4 separate regions of the Mus musculus genome follow, and regions 2, 3 and 4 are each linked to region 1. Evidence: chromatin contacts called from public Hi-C, capture Hi-C and promoter capture Hi-C data. All regions are on one chromosome and are shown on one strand. The core of a region is the stretch at or near the end of the contact, and the rest is flanking DNA. Distances in the headings are between cores, read along the strand shown. Region 1 holds the start of Commd8 (COMM domain containing 8). Region 2 holds the start of Nipal1 (NIPA-like domain containing 1). Region 3 holds the start of Gabrb1 (gamma-aminobutyric acid (GABA) A receptor, subunit beta 1). Region 4 holds the start of Corin (corin, serine peptidase).

The links. Promoter capture Hi-C pulls out the DNA fragments that hold promoters and counts their contacts. A called contact is a pair of places that touch in the nucleus more often than the background predicts. Capture Hi-C pulls out chosen DNA fragments and counts their contacts.
Region 2: a promoter capture Hi-C map of neural stem cells shows a contact between it and region 1. The contact joins the promoter of Nipal1 here to the promoter of Commd8 in region 1. A contact is called at or near these places in 9 of 39 promoter capture datasets (the SN4741 cell line, embryonic stem cells, hematopoietic stem and progenitor cells and 5 more), 9 of 484 Hi-C or Micro-C datasets (CD4 T cells, Th1 cells, adipose-derived mesenchymal stem cells and 2 more), 1 of 115 datasets of contacts at active chromatin or transcription factors (memory CD8 T cells) and 2 of 9 other capture datasets (adipose tissue and embryonic stem cells).
Region 3: a contact with region 1 is called in a Hi-C map of uterus, with 4 times the contacts expected there. The contact joins the promoter of Gabrb1 here to the promoter of Commd8 in region 1. A contact is called at or near these places in 1 of 39 promoter capture datasets (hippocampal neurons), 3 of 484 Hi-C or Micro-C datasets (Sertoli cells, cumulus cells and uterus) and 3 of 115 datasets of contacts at active chromatin or transcription factors (astrocytes, cardiomyocytes and neural tube).
Region 4: a capture Hi-C map of embryonic stem cells shows a contact between it and region 1, with 5 times the contacts expected there. The contact joins the promoter of Corin here to the promoter of Commd8 in region 1. A contact is called at or near these places in 10 of 39 promoter capture datasets (the 3T3-L1 cell line, 3T3-L1-derived adipocytes, embryonic stem cells and 4 more), 25 of 484 Hi-C or Micro-C datasets (the G1E-ER4 cell line, the HL-1 cell line, cerebellar granule neurons and 10 more), 5 of 115 datasets of contacts at active chromatin or transcription factors (astrocytes, embryonic stem cells and large pre-B cells) and 1 of 9 other capture datasets (embryonic stem cells).

What each region holds. Positions count from the first base shown.
Region 1 is chr5:72,166,150-72,170,761 of GRCm38.p6, reverse strand. It overlaps Commd8 (COMM domain containing 8), which reads left to right and starts at 2,573. Exons shown (of 5, transcript NM_178599.5): 1 at 2,573-2,683. The coding sequence starts at 2,618.
Region 2 is chr5:72,645,847-72,650,458 of GRCm38.p6, reverse strand. It overlaps Nipal1 (NIPA-like domain containing 1), which reads right to left and starts at 2,663. Exons shown (of 6, transcript NM_001081205.1): 1 at 2,526-2,663. The coding sequence starts at 2,571.
Region 3 is chr5:71,697,723-71,702,334 of GRCm38.p6, reverse strand. It overlaps Gabrb1 (gamma-aminobutyric acid (GABA) A receptor, subunit beta 1), which reads right to left and starts at 2,403. Exons shown (of 9, transcript NM_008069.5): 1 at 2,240-2,403; 2 at 1,955-2,046; 3 at 1,463-1,530. The coding sequence starts at 2,319. It overlaps Gm38562 (a long non-coding RNA gene), which reads left to right and starts at 627. Exons shown (of 4, transcript XR_868471.1): 1 at 627-664; 2 at 761-959; 3 at 3,050-3,143.
Region 4 is chr5:72,501,679-72,506,290 of GRCm38.p6, reverse strand. Corin (corin, serine peptidase) reads left to right here and starts at 2,083. Exons shown (of 22, transcript NM_016869.3): 1 at 2,083-2,409. The coding sequence starts at 2,143.

The DNA of each region.
Region 1 (4,612 bases), core at 1,324-3,823:
TTAAGTAAGCATTTGGTACCTAAAAGTTCGACGCCACAGTGACACACCTTCTCCATCAAGACCACACCTTCCAATAATGTCACTCTCTATGGGCCAAGCCTTCAAACACTTGAGTCTATGGGGGCCCTTTCTATTCAGACCACCACAGCTAGGGTTTGTTTGTTTGTTTGTTTTTTAATTTTTTAAATCTTTCCTTGCTATTGTTTAAGCACTGTGCCATCGAGCTATATTCCAGGTCATATTTGGCTGCTTTGAAAGCAAACATTAAAAGAGATCAATATAGTCATAATTTGTCAAATATGTATGCACTGTAGATGTCTGTCAGAAATTGGAGAAGGACGGAAAGGAGGGAGGAAGAACTTGAGATTTTTTGTGGACGAAACTCTACCCCCAAATGACAGACAACAAAAACAGGAAGAACAATAGAAAATAAGGAAACGACCCCAGAAAGAAGCTCTCTAAAGAGGAAGCTGGCGTTCCAGCTTCTGCTCAGCACTGAGGCTTCCCTGGCTTCTTTCACATCTCCCAGTTGCAACCCTTCATCTGCATTGCCTGCACGGCCCATAAGGCAGGCTGGATGTATCTTGGCGATATACAGGCAGGGGAAGAAGTCTCCTTAGAAAGGAATCATACCATTTTCTAGGTGCTAGGCTGTGCTTTATGTAAACAACTTTACAGGTATGAACTTAAAACAAGCCCTGTAAAGTCTGCATGGTCATTCTAAATAATGAGAGATGAAGACGCAGACCAGCCAGAGACGTGAACTAGCTTGCCATTGCTATACAGACGATAACAGTTACCAATGATTTACAGAGCTGGACTTAAACTTAACTCCAGAGTCTGCATTTTAAGCCCTTACTATAAACAAAGTTAGGGTGACAGAAACGCAAATACACCTAGCTGAGGTAGGATCAGAACAGACAGGTAATGTTTTAAAGTGCTTCAGGGCACTTAAAACATTTGTTTGTTTGCAAGCCTGAAAACTAGGGTCCAGACCCCAGGACCCTAAAAGGAAGGAATCAATGTCTATAAGTTGTCCTCAACCTACACACACCACACACACAGACACAGACACACACAGACACACACACAGACACACACACAGACACACACACACACACACACGCTTTATTTTTTAATGAAAAAGTTGAAAATTAAAAAAAAATGATGCCTTAAATTACATACAAAGACAAGCGATTACTAATGAAAAGACATTAAATATTAAGGGCTCTTTCCTCTCACTTTATGTAATATTTTAAATTCAGCATCTGCCAGAAGTTCAATTTTAATATAGTCATGTTTCAAAGGTCAACCTTTTCTTGGTGTCCAGTGTTGTCTAAATCCCGTTTTTTGATATCCTTTATATCCTGATGGATGTCATTTTGCACTATTAACTTACACATTGCATGGTCACAGAAGCATGCATTCCTGTAAGCCTTCCTTTACCCAGGCAGAACAGCAGAACTCTCATTCTTTCTTCAAACTCTGCAGCTATCGCTCATGTATGTGACTGTGGACAAGGCATATCTATCTATCTGTCTGTCTGTCTATCTATCTATCTATCTATCTATCTATCTATCTATCTATCTATTTTTCTATCTATGCCTCTCAGCACTTTCTAACACTCTTAATCCTAACATTACATATTGGGTTGTAATCACCCTAATTGTTATGGCACCTTCTCATGACAAGGCTCATTCTATCACGAACTTTCTTTTTTTTGGATTGAAATTACAACTCAAAGAATTTTGGGTTCACTCCTGTGGTAAATGTGTGGGTATAAACATGGGTTTTCTTTACCAGCAGGTTGTTTTGTTTCTTAGCTTGGATAATGAGTCTTTGGGTTGCTTAATAATATATAGCTGAACTTTGCCTTTCTATGAGTTCTGTCTTGGATTGCGTTTGCTGTTTGTAAACGGGGGGGGGGGATCCAATCTTTTTTTTTTTTTAAAGATTTATTTATTTTATGTCTACGAATACACAGTAGCTGTCTTCAGACACACCAGAAGAGAGCATTCGATCTCATTACAGATGGCTGTGAGCCACCATGTGGTTGCTGGGAATTGGACTCAGGACTTCTGGAAGAGCAGTCAGTGCTCTTAACTGCTGAACCATCTCTCCAGCCCCCCACCCCACATCTCTTCTTAAAATAAAAAAAAATTAAAAAAAAAAAGTAACTTTAATTTGTCTTTGAGGTCAAACTCTTTGACTAGGAGACTGTCAGATCTCTGGGGGAAAGGCCCTGGGTTCAAATACAGGCTGTGACTATTACTAGATGATTTTCTGCAGTGAAGAAAGTTTATGAGATCTGTCTCTGAACACAGTCTCAACCGAGCAAAAGTCTGTAAATCTTCCTTCAGCAGCAAGCGGATGGGTAACAGACTTCCCCTCAGTCTCGACCGCCCCTCCCCCCCCCCCCCCCCCCCCAAAAAAAAAGAGGGAAAAAAAACTTGCTCTTTTTTCTACAGGAGAAAACCAATGGCTGAGGTTTTGCACATGCGCACAAGGACTTTGAGCCCGCCCGCCGGCCCCGCCCTCCAGAAAGTCACGTGGACGAATCGGAGCGTAAGCCTAAGGTTCAGGCCTGTCACGTGACAGGTATCTCTACTTCTCGGGGATGGAGCCGGAAGAGGGGACGCCGCTTTGGCGGCTACAGAAGCTGCCTCCGGAGCAGGGCGCCGGGGTGAGGGGTTTGTGAAGGGCACGGGAAGGCCGGGGTCCGGACTATTCTTCTTGGGCCCCTGGAGACACAATGGCGGCCTAAGGACTTTACGCGGTTTAGGAATGGCCCAGGCCTGGGTGCGTGTGGGGTCTTCTTGCTTCTAGAAAGCTCGGGTGGTAGAGCCCGAGATCTGCTGCGTCCGCAGTCTTTGAGTTCAGGTCTCCCGAACGCCCCTTTCTGTGTGAGGTCCGGCGGATGCAGTGAGGAGTCGAACCCGGTGGGACCTGTTCCCTGGAGGGCGGGAGGAACCAACTCCTAACCAGAAAAGGAGTAGCCACTCAAGTTTGGCCAAGAGGTGATCGCAGCCGCTGAAAACAGCTCACCCATAAAGCCAGGCTTGTGGAGACCAGAGACAGCCAACCAGGGTTTCTTGCAGCACACCCAGGGTCCAGACCTCTGTGAAAGTGATTTGATGGTGGCACTCTGCCCTGCTCAGGCTTTCAGAAGTCTCCACTGTGGCCCTTCTACCCAAAGTCGGCTTCAGTTGTAGATGAAAGAAATTTAACGCCACTCCCTCCGTTCTTTAGAAAATGTACTTTAAACATTTTCTTTGATTTTACAAATGAGGACAGTGAAATATGTCAGCCACAGGTTTCCAGCAAGCCAGGGCCAAAGCTCAAACCTATCTATGGACTGTGTCTCCTAACTTTCAGGGTGTCTTTCCTCCTATATAGAGATGGCCAAAACATTTGACTCCTGAATCTGAGAGCTGAGCCAGCTGTCTTCTTCCTGGGCCTCTGCCTTTTGCCACAGCTATGGGAAATCCCTGGTTTGGGTCTCCACTCCCTTTTCACAGCATTGGTTGTTGTGGTGTCACCATCCTTCTTTACCAGGCCACTCTATTTAAGAAACTCTGGGTTTCATCCTTGGACCTCCCCTTTTCAACCTCCTTTACCTGTTTATGGTCTCTGCCTCTATAGTCTCACACTTACTCCTGCTCACAATATCTTGGCAAAGTTTTGGAAAAATAATGTAATTACTTACAGGAAAGTTGAGTGCAGATTAAAGCCTTCACTCCTTTCTGTTGTATGCAAGGCCTTCTGTGATTTGGCCCCTACTCGCCTTTTCAAAGGTCCTCTGCCCTTTCACCCTTGTCTGCCTTTCCAAAGATGCAATTCCCACTCCTGCGCTGGGGTTTTATTTCCAGTCCTGTGTGCGGGCACATTGCGTTGGCTGGGAATGCCTAATGGCCACTCATCTTTTCAATTCAGCTCTTTCCTTGTTCCTTTGCACCCGTCATAAACACCTTTTCTATCCCCTCTCCTCTACCACACGCACTTATTTATATGTGTACTTTTTTTGATAGATTGGAACTCTGTTATGGTAGAGCATCATTTATCCTCAATGTCCTCATTTGTAAAATGAGAACAGTTACAATGCTTACCTTATAGAGTTGCAGGGAGTGTCAGGATACTGTTTGGTAGACATTACAGGTGGCTTTTGGTTGTATTCCCATTTTATATGGTGAGTCAGAAGTTACCCATCTGTGTGGTGTTTTGGGGGTTACTGTTCCCCACGGAGTGGGTTCATATCTAAGGCGATTGGAGTCTAAAGACGTTTAGCTCAACGCCATTTCCCAGTTACTTGGATTTAAGTGGTTGGCAGGATACAAGTGTCGCCTGGAACAGTATCACATGAATGTGATTATCTGCAGTAGGACACGGAAGGCTTGAGCTATGGAAGTAGTGATAACAGCAGTAAGAACAAAGGCAGACTCACGGCCTTCTGATGTCTTGTGCCTGCTAAGATGCTCGAGTTACTGTGCTCATATGTAATTCTATGACATTGTGTGGTCAGGTGACATTCTTCTCTTACGCTTGGATCGCAGAGAATGTAACTAAAATGAGGAGTTGGTGGAACTAGGAAGCATAGCAAGCAGTTTTGTCCTAA
Region 2 (4,612 bases), core at 1,414-3,913, 480 kb before region 1:
TCTGATACCCTGGAACTAGAGTTATAGATGAGTGCGAACTGTCTCGTGGCTGCCGTAATCAAGCTCATGCCCTCTGAAAGGGCAGTCAGTGCACTTGACCACTGAGCCATCTCTCTAGCTCCTGATTTCTTTTCTTAAAACCAAAGACATTCAGGTCAGGAAGACAGGAAAGGTCAGCTTTAAATATCACAGGCATTTTCCCTCTGTTGTCAAGCTATGGTCTGGACAAGTGGCTTCACTCCATGAAAGAAAACTTTGAAAACCCTTGATTCTCCTCTGCCTGAAGCTTGCTTTTTGAACCCCAAGTCAGCTAAGAGCTCCTTAGACGTGAGAATTTATGAATGTCCTTTTGGCAGCCCAGGATATCTGCCCTTGAGCCCATCATAACATCACTTCCACGGTCCCTGACACAAAATGTGTGTTCCAGGGGATGGCTGTTAAGTCTGGCATTCGGTTTCCCCAGGGCCGTGTTTCCTCTGCTAATAAAAGCGGTTTTGGCTGTTGAAGTTGATTTGAGTTCTGTTAGAACACTTGCAAATAGTACTGAAACCAAATTAGAAAAAAAAAACTTTGAGTATTTAAGTTTGTCTTTTTATTTTGTGATAATTTGGGATTATAAGATCTTTTGAAGTATTCAGTCATGGTTTTAAAAGTCAAAATCAAAGTACTACTGTAACTTTTGGGGGGCATCTTATGAAACGACTTTATCCTCAGACTCCATGATTAGCTCATCATTTTGATCTCGGGTAGATTAAAAACTTTCTCTAGAGGATCTGGGCCACCCAATCTGCAGACCACCTCCAGCTTCAGTACATTGACTGTTAGACTTTGTCACAGCTCTACACTCTCAAGTCATTTGCTTCTCGGAATGTCCTGTCATCAGGGTAGTAAACAGATTGGGAGTGCTAGCATTGAAGGCCAGACTGATGACAGTCCTTTAGGACCTAGGCCAGTGCTCGGCTCACAGGATTCTTGTTCATCACCTCAAACAAATCAAGGAAAACCAGACTCCATTTAAGACCCGCCAGGGTTCTGCCCTGTAGATTTCCTGAGGTAACCCAGTGCTACCTACTCTGTCAACAAGATTTCTTCCTACTTTAGAGAGGAAGAAAGAGAGCCAAGTGGATACACTAGGCCTAAAACCTAGTCTCCTACTACTGAAATTACAGATTGGCCTCTCCCATCTTTCCCAGTACCTTCCTGCACGGTTAATCATCGGGTGACACAGAGCTCCAATACTTCTTGTAGTTACTAAATGCATGAGCAAAGCAGGAAAAATATCCAGAGGTCAAATGAGTGGGTGCAATCTGCTCTCAGATCCTTGAACAAACAAGGGCAGGGTGCATTAGTGACGATCTGACTTGGCAGCTCCAGAATTATTTAGAAAAGGGACCAACTGCCACTAAGCGCATGACTGTCTAGGAAACAACCCTAGATGCAGCTGCCTTAGGGATACCGGTCTCAATGTGGGGATAGTTTGTGAATTGTTGCACATTTTCTTTTACACACCTTTCCCCTTTCTTACTAGCTGGGATTTGATGAGTCCTCTCTCTTCTTCTGTCTCTCCCCCCTTTTCTTTCTATTCCCTCGTTAAGTTATAAGCTGGAAAGGCCAAGAAGCAAGGACACGAATCTCTACAACACGAGGAGCTGTAGTTACATGGTCGTAGCATTAGGCTGGGAAGCACTCACTGTAAGGCACAGGTCTTACCAGACAGCTTCTTTGAGTCGTTAGCAAGTAGGTTAGAAATGACCTGACACCAGTGGGGATTAAAAAAAAAACCGATAATTTCGTTTGCAATGCACATTTCCCAAGGTTGCCCCACCTTTCCCCTTACTTCCATTCAGTTTTCTCTGACCTTCTGTGTAGAGACTGCAAGAAGCCAGTGGAAGTGAGGAACATCTGGCAAAGGTCAAGGGGTGGGGCCCAGGGGTTTTACCAGGCAAGGTGTGGGCTGGAAATCCCAGTCTAGCCCTGAGGAAGAACTAACAAAAGGGCACTCCCAGTTCCCTGTTGGAGTAGTCACCCTACTCAAAGGATTGCCCAGTAAGTCATACCTGAGCGATCTCTCCGTGGGACTCAGGCACAGTGTGTTCAGGGAGCACTGTGGGAAGCCCACGGGATCCCCGGCACGCCCTCTGCCATGTACTCCGGAGTTGAGGCTGAGCCAGGAAACCTCCTCCTGGATCAAACCCTGGAATCTGCCCTCAGCAAGCATCCTGAATTTCCCTGCCACACACTCAGTAGGACGTAATCAACATTGAGCCAGCCGGGGGACTAAGTGGGCGTCACTTCTGTCCTGCTCCGACTTGGGCTTCCCCACAGAGTCTGGAGTGCAGTGGGCTCAGCTAAGTATTTACTGTCCCGTTGGTGGGACAGCCGACTGGACGACTGGAATACTAAATGATTAGAAGACGGCGCGTTAAGAATCCGCACATTTTTCTGAGTCTAGTTTTGAGACCTCGCATCTGGGCTCCCAGCTACCCAAGTGACCCAACTGTCCCACCGCTGGGACTGACACTCACCTTCATGGCAGGGCTCTCCGGGTGGCAGCCTCAGCTGTACCCCCATGGCCTGGGGACCGGGCTTCCTCTGTGCTAGCAATAGTTTCTCACACACCAGTGTCCCGGGACCCGCTTTCGTTCCGGCGGATCGGTGGAGTCAGCGAAGGGTGTGCGCTGCCTCCGCCCCCGTGGCAGGCTCAGCCAATGAGAGTGACTGGGTGGGGCATGGGGTGGTTTGAGGCTCATTTTCCGCCCACCGCTCGCTCATCGCCGCAGAAGTTCCTTCAGTCACCGGTGTCTGCAGGGTGGACCCGGGAGCTGCACAGGTGCTTAGTCCAGAAACACCTGCCAGGAGGAGATGAGGTTACAGCGTGGATGCTGCCGAAGTCACTCGGGGAATTTAGTGATGGAGAGGCTGTCCCGAGGCCCCCTTCTGGTTGTCCTGGAGCAGACGAAGTGCTGGCCAACGTCAGTGGGTCTTTCTCATCACTGGCTTTTGTGGCACAAGGCGCTGTCTGCTGGAGTTCTGTGCTGAGTCCATGCTAAAGTTTATTCTGGGATTTTTTTCGAACAGGCTTGGTGCTTCTGCTCTCTCGTGCACGCCGTTGTCCTCCTTGTCTTACAATACCCGTGCTTACCTGTTTTCAACAATCAGGCATTTCCCTCTCCACCCACCCAGCTGCCTTATCCCCACGCCCAGTCGTATATGAAATAAGCTTTTCAGGGATCAGCAATGCCCAAACTGAGAAGACCTGTTCCCACGCTGAAGTTCATGATATTCCAGCAGTACACTACATAACATGCATGAGTCAACTCATTACAATTTACAGCACAATTTATTAACTACAGTTTGCAGGTGAGGGATAAGGATAAGGTAGAGAAAGCGGTGAAGTAACTTAGTCACGAGGTATTTATTATGCCTCATGAAGTGGTCACACTTACTGCTGAAGCCCTCAGCCGGAAGAGCCGAGATTGTGTGTTTTTCTGGGGTGCCTTTGCGCTTGACTGCTGTACCCCCATAGGCTCTAGGTATTCACGAACAGCTAGAATTAACTTTATTGCCTAAGAGTTTCACTGCAGAGATCCATCTTGCTTTTCTTGTTTTCAGGTTTATGAGACAAAACTTAAAACCAAATTAGTCAGTAGTTTAAGATGCATACTTTTTGTCTATGGGCATGACCTGTGGAAAAAGAATGGGGGAGGGGCAGGATCAGGTGGAAGTGGCAAAGACGGTTTAAGCCAGTTTTGAATTGGAAGCCTTGTGAAGTAGACATCTACTTAGATGCTTTCTTTGGACATCAGATTTCACGTTTTGTCTTCACCATAGACTGGCAATGATAATAAATCTGATCCCAGGTACTTCTTACTATTTAACAAACATCAGTTACAATGTGGCAAACCCTAACCCTAAGCACTTTATAAAAAATTGTTTAATTTATATTAAAAGCATTCAAAATGATAATAGCTGTTGTTATTTTCCACTTTATGCTTTATATCTTCACTTAAAAAAAGCCTTGAGAATGTTCCTTTGAGATTCATGAGTTTTCTTTGTTTGCACACGAATGCACACGTGTGTATGCAGGTGCACATGCGGGTGTGCCTGTGGAAGCCAGAAGGGGGCGCTGAGTATTCTGCTCTATCACTCTTTACTTCCTCGATGGGGCCTGTCACTGAACCCAAGCCTGGCTAGTCAGCAAGCCCCAGAAACCCATCAGCGGGAAGGCTGGGGTTATAGTTGTATACCATTTTTACGTGGGTTCTGGTTCTCAGGCCCAGGCAGCGCTGTTATCTTCTGAATCATCTTTCCTGCACGTCGGGATGGCAGTCTGGTTTTGGCAGGAAGTACTTTGTTATAAATCTTATTTATTCCAGTTCTAAGTATGTGAGAAAACACTCTGGGGAAAAAAAAAAGAAGAAAACTTGCTCAAGATCACTGCTGTCCCAAGCCCAGTGTGTCCTAGGCAGAAATCAGTCATGAATTCCCCTCACCCATTATTTCTAGATGAATAGCTACGTGGCTACCACACAGGATGTCACCTGTGCACTAATTGGGGGCAGGTGTTATCCCTATCCAAGAATGTATTACTTAATTCAAGGAAAAAAATAAC
Region 3 (4,612 bases), core at 1,154-3,653, 470 kb after region 1:
AAAATGGATTTCTTTTTCAGTGTAGTAGTAGAAAAACACTTGAAAATATTATCTGAAACAATCCAAGACATTATAAAATAGCATTTTAGCCAAACCATTTAAGACAGCGAGTTTCAACTCTGCCAACCCCAACCACACATTTTATCCATATACCACCCGTTGAATGATCTATAAATGTATGTATTGCTTCCTGGCCTAATCTAAAAGATGAAAAAGGAAAATTCTTAAACCTTAGCATATTACAATAAAAATGCCCCACTAGGAATGGGAGGAAGAACAATAAGTGTTACAGAGAGAATATCCGAAAGGATCCCAGTCTAAGTTACTCAGCGTATCTAAATCTCTGGTGCTGGAATTAGTTCCCTTTTGGGAGTGGATAAAAATGACCTTTTGTTCCTGTTGATCTTGCTGTTCCCTGGGTGGTGGGTTCTAGAAAAGCAACAGGCAATTCCTTCCCTGGGAACTCTCACAATTAGAAAAGGGCTTCTCAGGGTGAATGGAAACAACCAACAACACAAGAGGCTGCTCTGACTTGAATCCCTTTTACCACAGCCCCAGAGAAAAGAAGTGCTATGAAGACGGGGGGGGGGGGGGGGGGGGGAGGAAAAGAGGGAGGGAGGGAGGAAGGGAGGGAAGGAGGAAGGGAAGAAGGGAGAGAAGGATGGTAAAGTGTAGATCCCTTAAAATTAATGACTAAAATAAACCAGCCCTCCCCCACCTCAGTCCTATTAATCATCAGATCTCTATTTTTTCTGCCCAGATTTCTAGACGAAAGCCAAGTCATATGACTCGCCGATTCTCCTCCAACTTAAAACTTTCAAGCTGCAGGAAGACAAACACATGAACCCTTGCATGGGTCCAGAATGCCTAGAAGCAAGCTTGGGCACTTCTGCTGTTAGCAATCCTGAACTGTTCATCTCAGCCTGTTGCTCTTGCCACACACTGCGCTGGATTCTGTGGTAGGGAGGGGACACTCGCGAGCCCAGCCAGCCTGGTGGCTGAGATGGGTGGGTTGGGGCTTTCAGGCTGCTCAGCTGTGGAGATTTTGGGGCTCTTGTCTGGCCACAGCTGGCTGCGAACCCCTGGTCCGGGGGAACCCACTGTACACCACTTGGCCGCCGGCAGATGGTGCCCTGCACAGCCCGACAGTCGGGGAGACCCGGCTAAAGTAAGGCTCAGACTCCGCCCCAGCCAATCCACCGGCGCAACAGTCCCCCTTCCTTCCCAAAATAGTGCGGAGTACGTCTCCTTCGGAGCACTGCGGTAGCCTGTGTGTGTGTCGAAAATACAAACTGTGGGGCGACCGACAGTGTGTGTACTGGAGTGGGGCGTACGCGCGGAGTGGGGACCCTGGGGACCAGGGCCGAGGTGACCACCAATGAAAAGCAGAGGACGGGGAACTGGTTCATTTCTCATCTGCGTAAGCTCGGCCGGCCGCCGAGCCCTTGGGGAGGCCACTCACCATATTCACTTCCGAGACCATGTCTATGCTGGCGACATCGATCCGCATCCCGACGTCCACCGGGGGCCCTGCCAGGGAGGTGGACCACAGCAAAGACAGTCTTTGAGTGGCAGGGAGCTGAGGGGACATTGGGGGCTTCCCAGATCTTATTACAGACTAAGCAGGCTCCCTCCCTACCCCTTTCCTGTTGTAGGGGACAGCGGGAGAAAACAGGTGTGGGCACACGCGTGATGCAGTGACAGTGCAGAGGGTGTGTCGGCTTGAAGAGAGGGACAGCTCAGCCTGAGGATACGTCCACCTGAGATTGGGGATAGTGCGTGGTGTGTGTGTGTGTGTGTGTGTGTGTGTGTGTGTGTGTGTGTGTGTGTGCGCGCAGGGCGTAGTATTGCACGTTTACAGGAACGGTAAAATGGGGAAGGAGGCATTATATCTGACAGAAAAGGTGAACTAGGGATGGGTAACAGGTTGAAAAAAAAAATGAAGAAGCATTACCTCCAAAGTCCGGCCGCAAGCGAATGTCATATCCTTTGAGCAGTCGGTCCACTGTCTCTTTCACGTATGACATGTTGCTGGGTTCATTGGAGCTGAAGGGAAGAAGTAGGGACCGTATTCAGAAAGATCACAAACTGAAAACAGACATAAAAAAAGATCCAGGCACACCTACCCCCAAATAACAAGATACATGATCCAGCAGGCACGGGAAAATAAAAAATAAAAGAAGAAGAAGAAAATCACCAAGGAAAAAAAAAGAGAGAGAGATTGAAGCAGGCAGCTCACCTGTGTGCACAACAAACCATAGCAACCATCACGGGAAAAGAGAGAAGCCCCAAACTCTCTCGATTTTGTACTGTCCACATTCCTAACTCTGATGAAAGAATTGTCTTTTCTGCGAAGATTCAAGGAATGCAACTTAGTCGGCGGCTGGGCAGTAATTCCCGAATGGACCTGCGCATGCGCAGAGGGTACTCACTACCAAAAGACACCTTGTGCCTTGCAAACAATATTCCTAGTGGAACAGGCAACAGATTTCAATCCCTTTAAAGTTCCTGTCTGAGGTGCTCCGCGTTCTCTGGGTAGTCGAATACAACCTGCTGTCTCTATGCAAAGGAGCCAACGTGCCTGTGTGTGTGTGTGTGTGCCCAGTTTTCCTGAGCTGTGGTTTGCTGTGTTCCTTTCCCTCCTGTCCTAAGCTTGAATTTTTTTCTTTTTCCTTTTCTTTTCCTTCTTTCTTTTCTTTTCCTTCTTTTTTTTTTCTTTTTTAAAACAGGGCTTTCAATGATCTGGCTAAGGCTGTCTGGCATCTTTTGTTGACAGTTATAGAGGTCCTAGAACAAGAAGTCTGGAGATGGTTCTCTGGTTGTCTGTAGAAAAGATGGGGAGGGTGCTGGGGAGGGGAGTGGGCAGAGACTGCCCGGCCGGCCGGCCCGGAAAAGGAGTTTGGGGGTGGGGAGGAGGAAACACAGGGAGGGTTTGGGAGTCTTGTCCTCTCTTCGGAGGTTATGAAGACAGCTGCTTGCTTGTGGAATTGGAGGGGGGGGGGGGGGAGGAGAGAACTGACTAACTTTTAAATGTATGCTTTTCCTTTAGCTCCCATCTCCATCAGTCCACTTGGAATGGGAAGTGAAGAGAAGAAGAATGAAGCAACCCTGGCAATCAATCTTTTTTTCCAGGACCTTTGCTGGTAAATCTTGTAGGTTTTAGTCGCCCAAGCTTTTTGCTTATAACTGTCAGTGTGCTAGCTCCTGTTCTTAATCCCTAAATTGAACACTGAACATCCTCAGTCTAATATGCCTTATGCAGCCCGGGAAAAGCCAATCTTCTTTCAAATAAAGGGAAGTTAGGAAATGCAATTCAGTACATATCACTAAAAAACATGTTAGGTGGTTGGAGATTCTGGGATGGATTCATGCCCTTTGTTAAATAGCATATATCAAGTCTTCATTTGATACTAGGTATTCTGAAACTTAGAGTAAACTTTTCACAAACCCCTTACAAAGATAAGCAAAAAGAAATCACTTCTTCCTGATATTGTCTGTGTAAACTGAAGAATTATTACCAAACCAAGAAGCACTAAAAATTACCTTAGAGGAGAAGAAAAAACAAACAAACAAGCAAACAAAGAACAGAAGACAAAGCTTTTGTCTGGCAAGGAAGGGGAATTCTTCTTGAGGGAGAACAGTATGTACTAAATCTTACAGACTGGAAAAAGTACTTCTATAACTGTATGCAAAAGAGATCCATTGTGGGGGGGGGCGGAGAAAGTGATGGTGGATGATGGGATGTGGAGGAAAGTCGAGGAGATCATTTAGATTCAGGAGACACTGAACATTTAAGTAAGAGTTAATTTTAGAGAAAAAAAATCTGGTAGAACAGTTATAAGGATCATTGACATTTCCCACTTGCTATGTCATTGTTCTTGTGCATACAACACGGGTCATCTCATTCAAACCTTGCAACAACACAACAATAGAGATAATGAAGAGAGGGCTTTAGACTACTGAATTCAGTAGTTAATGTCACACTGCTAATAAGTAGTGACATGTACATTTCAACCTAGAATCCTTGGATACTGCTATTCTCTGCATTATATAGCACAGACCATAAAGGCAAGAATTAGATAGGAGAAACAAGAAGACAAGGAGGTTATTGCAGAAGGAAAGAAAAGAAGATACTGTTTAGTTTGGAGAGAAGTAACAGGTACAGCCTTCCTAAAGTATAACAGAGACAACCAGAGGTTACAGGAGTCACGAACTAGGCACATATGAATGAATCCTCCTTAAAAAAAGTACAGTCATTTCAACATGTACTGAACTTAACATTCTCAAAAAGATAGTAACATTAATTTTATATTATATTTGAGCACCATAAAACCCTTAACCCTCAATGCTAAGTCTCAGATTCCTTAAGTTTGCTTGAGACGATGTCGACTTGTTCTTAAAACACATATGAATCTTCTTTTAGAGGGTATAAGAAAAGATTCATTTACATCTCAAGGTCCTGCTGAAACATGGAATCTGCTCTGTACAACTCTGCAAAAGCCACACGGCCACACACAAGCCACTTACAGGATTACCACATCCGTAGCTGTGCATTTATTTTTTTTAGATGTTTACTGAACATTTAGGAGGTGCCAGCCTTCATGCTGATGGT
Region 4 (4,612 bases), core at 834-3,333, 340 kb before region 1:
GATCATTAAAAAGATCACCATGAGTACACTTCATAATTAAATTAACTTGAAAATAAGACATGTTTGTTTTCTTACAGTATTAAAAATTACAAAGTCTAAACATAGATGTTCATTCTCATTTCTTATACTGGGCTCCCAGCAGCGTAAAGTACCTCGACTACTGGTTCTGATACTCACAGCAGCTGCAGCTATTAGGAGGAGGTATTCGGAGCGTTCACCTTCTCAGTACAGTCAGCCTTAGGAACCCAACATAGAAGAGCCAGGAACACCATGAAGAATCTACTTAGCTATTTCAGGTTTATAGTTCCTGCATCATCTCCACCAGAGGGCAGAACTCTGAAATGAAAGAAACTCAACTGAGCCTTCAAGATGGGTGAACGTACACCCACTGTTCCATCACAGACTGCTTAACTCTGGCCTTCAGGGTGGAGTTGGCAAATGTGTCTCCTGGGCTCTGGGTTCTCAGATGGGGTTCCTGTGGGTGGTGGTGTGCGCTGAGGCAGTGTCTCAGTCAGAACTCAGTCACAAAATGCCACCATCTCTGGGGAGTGTCAGGTCACTGCCTACCAAATGACCTCAGCGGGTTATGCCAGTTGCCTCTCATCTCTAAGTTAAAGAGGGTATGTGCAAAATGCTTAGTGCAGAGCCCGGCATGCTGGAACACTCAGGTTTGTGAATTGTGAAACCCTTGTTAGAAATGGCATGCCTCACTGATGCTGGAATAACTTGAGGTCAAGTGTCCCTCGTCTTTAACGACACATAGATGATATTCCCACACTCCATGTCTTTTCGGAAGCAAAGTACCCATTACCACTTCCTTCCACTCGTACAAATGTGCCTTTGTCCACACAATGATACTCAAGGTCTTATTGTCTGCTTACTATATGTAGCCTTCTCTAGTGGAGATGGGCTACAGTATAACCTTGAATAATTATTGAAATTTTGAAAATTTTGATTAAAAATGCATTTAAAACTCACGTTTAAGAAAACTTAAATTTTTGTTATCCTTGGCGGTTTTTTTTTTCAATTTTCGATAAATATTTAAGAATTGTCTTGGGCTTCAATGCAACCTTTGCTTTGGAATGTCTACACTGCTTTCCTTGACGCTATTAGAATGCAGCTCCCTGTCTGATGGGCGCGAATTTGCTGGCCCCTGATTTCAGCCTGGGCAGGTTCTTGTCAGACAATCGCAGGCCCGAGTTCTCCTAGCCCATGAAGCTCAAACAGCAACGCCGTTTCCCCCCCTAAACTTGTAGCAGAAGACAGATTTGCAATTTGTGTAACACGAATAATGCCTGCCTTCGAAACCTGACATCTTTTCGAACACAACAAACTTGTCATTGGATCGCTAGTGTCTGAAGACATTCATTTTGATACTTGCCTGGCTAGAATCCTGTATGAGGGGATAGACTGTTCTAGATGTGATAATGAGAGTTCGGAAGAGAGCAGCCCTTTACACTGCTCAACAAAGTTCTGCCCTCAACAAAGCAGCAAAGGCCAAAAGCTGCTGCCCCATAGTTGAAGGGTTGGTTTGTTTGTTTTTTCCCTGGTGTGGAGGATGGGGGCAGTAGACTCTTGGCTCTCCATCTGCCATAGAAAAATAACTTTTTTGAAGGCTGGGGTGGGTATGGAGGAACTGTCTCATTAAGGGTTATGGGTAGGACCCAGAGACGTGAGTGAAGGGAGGGAGTGGTCTGCGGGTGGGGTCTGCCCAGCAGACAAAATATGGGGCTCCAATCCCCTGAGTATAACTTCACTCCGAGTGAGGAGAAAGACACCCGTAGTGCCTCTCCTCGAGATCCATAGAGCAGAGAAAAGCGACCGAGATAAGAGTGGACAGAGGAGAAAGATATGTTCACGAAACGGCCCCCCGCCCTTGCTCCGGAGGAGTACAGCCGCCGAGCTGACGCCCCAAAGAGGGTAAGATCCACCCTCCTCGCTCCTCCAGCACACAGGTCGCGTGGCCTGAGTCCTGGTGACTTCAGAGTCAACCTTTTTTCTCCCTGTCCCTTCCTCCTTTCATCGGGTGCCACCTCCTTCCCGTCCGTAGGTCAGTGAGCACAGACTTCTCAGTGGCTCGTTCTAGTCCCCAGGCAGACGGTCCCTCACTCCTGTGGCTTGGCGTCGGAGACGCTGGCAGTCATGGGCAGGGTTTCCTTCAGCGTTCGGGTCAGCTCCGTGCGGAGAGCCCGCTGCTCTTGTCCTGGGCGATGCTACCTCTCCTGCAGAGTCCCTCCAACCACCGCCCTCCGTGCACTGAACGGTCTTGGCTGCGCGGGGGTTCCGGGGGAGACTGCAGGTGGAGCCGTCGGACCCGGCCCCTTGGGGACCCGTGGCTTCCTCTCCGGGTCCAAGTTCCAGGCTCCCGGCAGCTGGAAGGATTGCTTTGGAGCCCCGCCTGCTCCAGACGTAAGCCTGCATCCCTACTGCGCGCGCCCTTGCTACTAGCTCCGTGACTAGATCCCATTTGTAGTAGCTTCTCCCACTGGGGATCAGTCAATGCCCCCGGATGGCCCTATGCCTTGGCACCGCACAACTCAGAGCTGGAAACGCCCGGGTCCCCTGCTCGCGAACTTACTCTGGGACAGGTACCCGTCCCGGGCGCACCGAGCACTGTCTGCGGTTTGCGGCGCGGGTTTGGAGCTGCTAGGGTTTGGGACGGTTTTCCTCCCGCAGTCCTGGGAAGTATTAGCCTTCCTGCCACAATCTGCAGAGAAAAAGGAAGGGCACTGCCGAGGGTCCCCCTGACCTGAGCCTCGGGAAACCCAGTCTAGGTTGCAGCCATCCTTATCTGCTGCGTCCTTAGGGTCTTGGAATCAGCTGCGCATAGGCGGGCCAGAATCAGTCAGTGTCAGCAAGGGAGAGAGGGGTAGTTAGGAAGGCATCCCGAGGCGGTGTCCTGGAAGGTTCTGCCTGAACTCAGTGCGGGACTTCTGGGCCGGAGCTCTAGAGGCGGGAGAGCAGTGGGCGCGCTTTGCGCAGCTTCCCATTTTGGGGACCGAGGTGGGGACTCAGTTTCCAGATTCTCAGGCAAGTAGTCCCAGCAATCCCCTCTCACTGAAACTTCTCAGAACTTCGTGCTGCCAAGGCTCACAGAACCAGGCTCCAAGGGTCTCTATGTCCATGTCTGTGCTTTATAGTTTATAGTTTCCATTTTTAGGATAGGAAGGAATCTACTGATGGACGCGAAAGTCCGCAAGAGAACACCAGAGAACACCAGAGTACTACCGGATAAGGGAGCCAAGCTAGGACTCACTGCTGCTTGCTGTTTCAGGGTTCATTTTGGCAGAATTTTGAAGTTAGAAGTGCTGCTAACATGTTGGCAAACCTCCCAAACAAACAACAACTAGGCTTTTGGGGGTGTGTCAGTCAGGATACTACCAACACTCATCGGTCCCCGATACCCACTAGTTTTGTATGAGATGACACTCAAAATCAGTTTCTGTAACCAGAGGCCCGGGGTTGATGTCTGCGTAGATGCTCAGCTGAGCAGTTAGGACCTGCAGACTCCTCCTGATGACGACAAGAGGTTTTATTGTATGAAGTATCTTTAGGGTGAGTGGAACTTGGAATAACTTAATCCTCAGGGATCTGTGAAGCTTTTGTGTGTGTGTGTGTGTGTGTGTGTGTGTGTGTGTGTGTGTGTGTGCGGGCGCGGGGGGGGGGGGGAGGCGTTCCAGAAAGTTCCATATGGGATAGGATTGCAGTACAAATAAAAAACTAAGTTGTCCTTCCAGTGAGGTAAGAAGACAGAAGAAATGCTTTATTAATCTCTCCATGTAGATTTCAGAGAATGGGGATTTTGTTGTTGTTGTTGCTGTTGAAGACACAGAATTGACTCCTCCATAAACTTTCCGCTCAATGTTGCAGAAATCTCAGTGATAGCAGAGTGGACAGGAGGCCCCTGAGTCTGCCATATTGAAAAGACAAAAGACAGGCAGAGGGGGAGGTACCACTAACTTCAGGATTGAATAGGGAAATGAATAGGGGCAGGGGCAAGAGGGGCACACAAGTGTGTTTAGGCCCAGGGTGCTCTGGGTGATGGTCATTTTTGTTCGGGGTCTAATGCTCCAGGGAAGACATCGAGGCATGGCCTCAGTTTCCACAGAGAGGTGATTGTTCCTGTGTAGGGGATGGGTCTCATCCTGGGCTGGTCTCCCTGTGAAGCTTGCTGTTTCTGGAAGGTTTCAGCATAGCCCCTGGGGATTTTGAGGCGACACTCTGGGGAATATAGAACAGGGAATCATACAAGCTGGTGGATAGTGCCATCATGTCTGTACAGAACGGGCTTGTGCTTCAGGCTTGAAGGGGAGTAAGAGATACTGATTTATTTAGAGCCACCCCCCCCCCTGCATGTGACCATTTTCAGATAGACATTCTTTAAATAGTTGCATGTTTGTGCTCAGAGCTCAGCAGGAAGCAGACCCAACGTCTAAGGCAAAGTGAAGGTAAAAGGGTGGTGGGTTGTTGGTGTGTGTGTGTGTGTGTGTGTGTGTGTGTGTGTGTGTGTGTGTGTGTCTTAGGTATCCTCAGGCATCAACAAGGCAAGGCATCTGAGCCTTTAAAGAAAGCAGCCTCTAAAGCCAGTTTCTTGTCTCTCCTTGACAGTGGA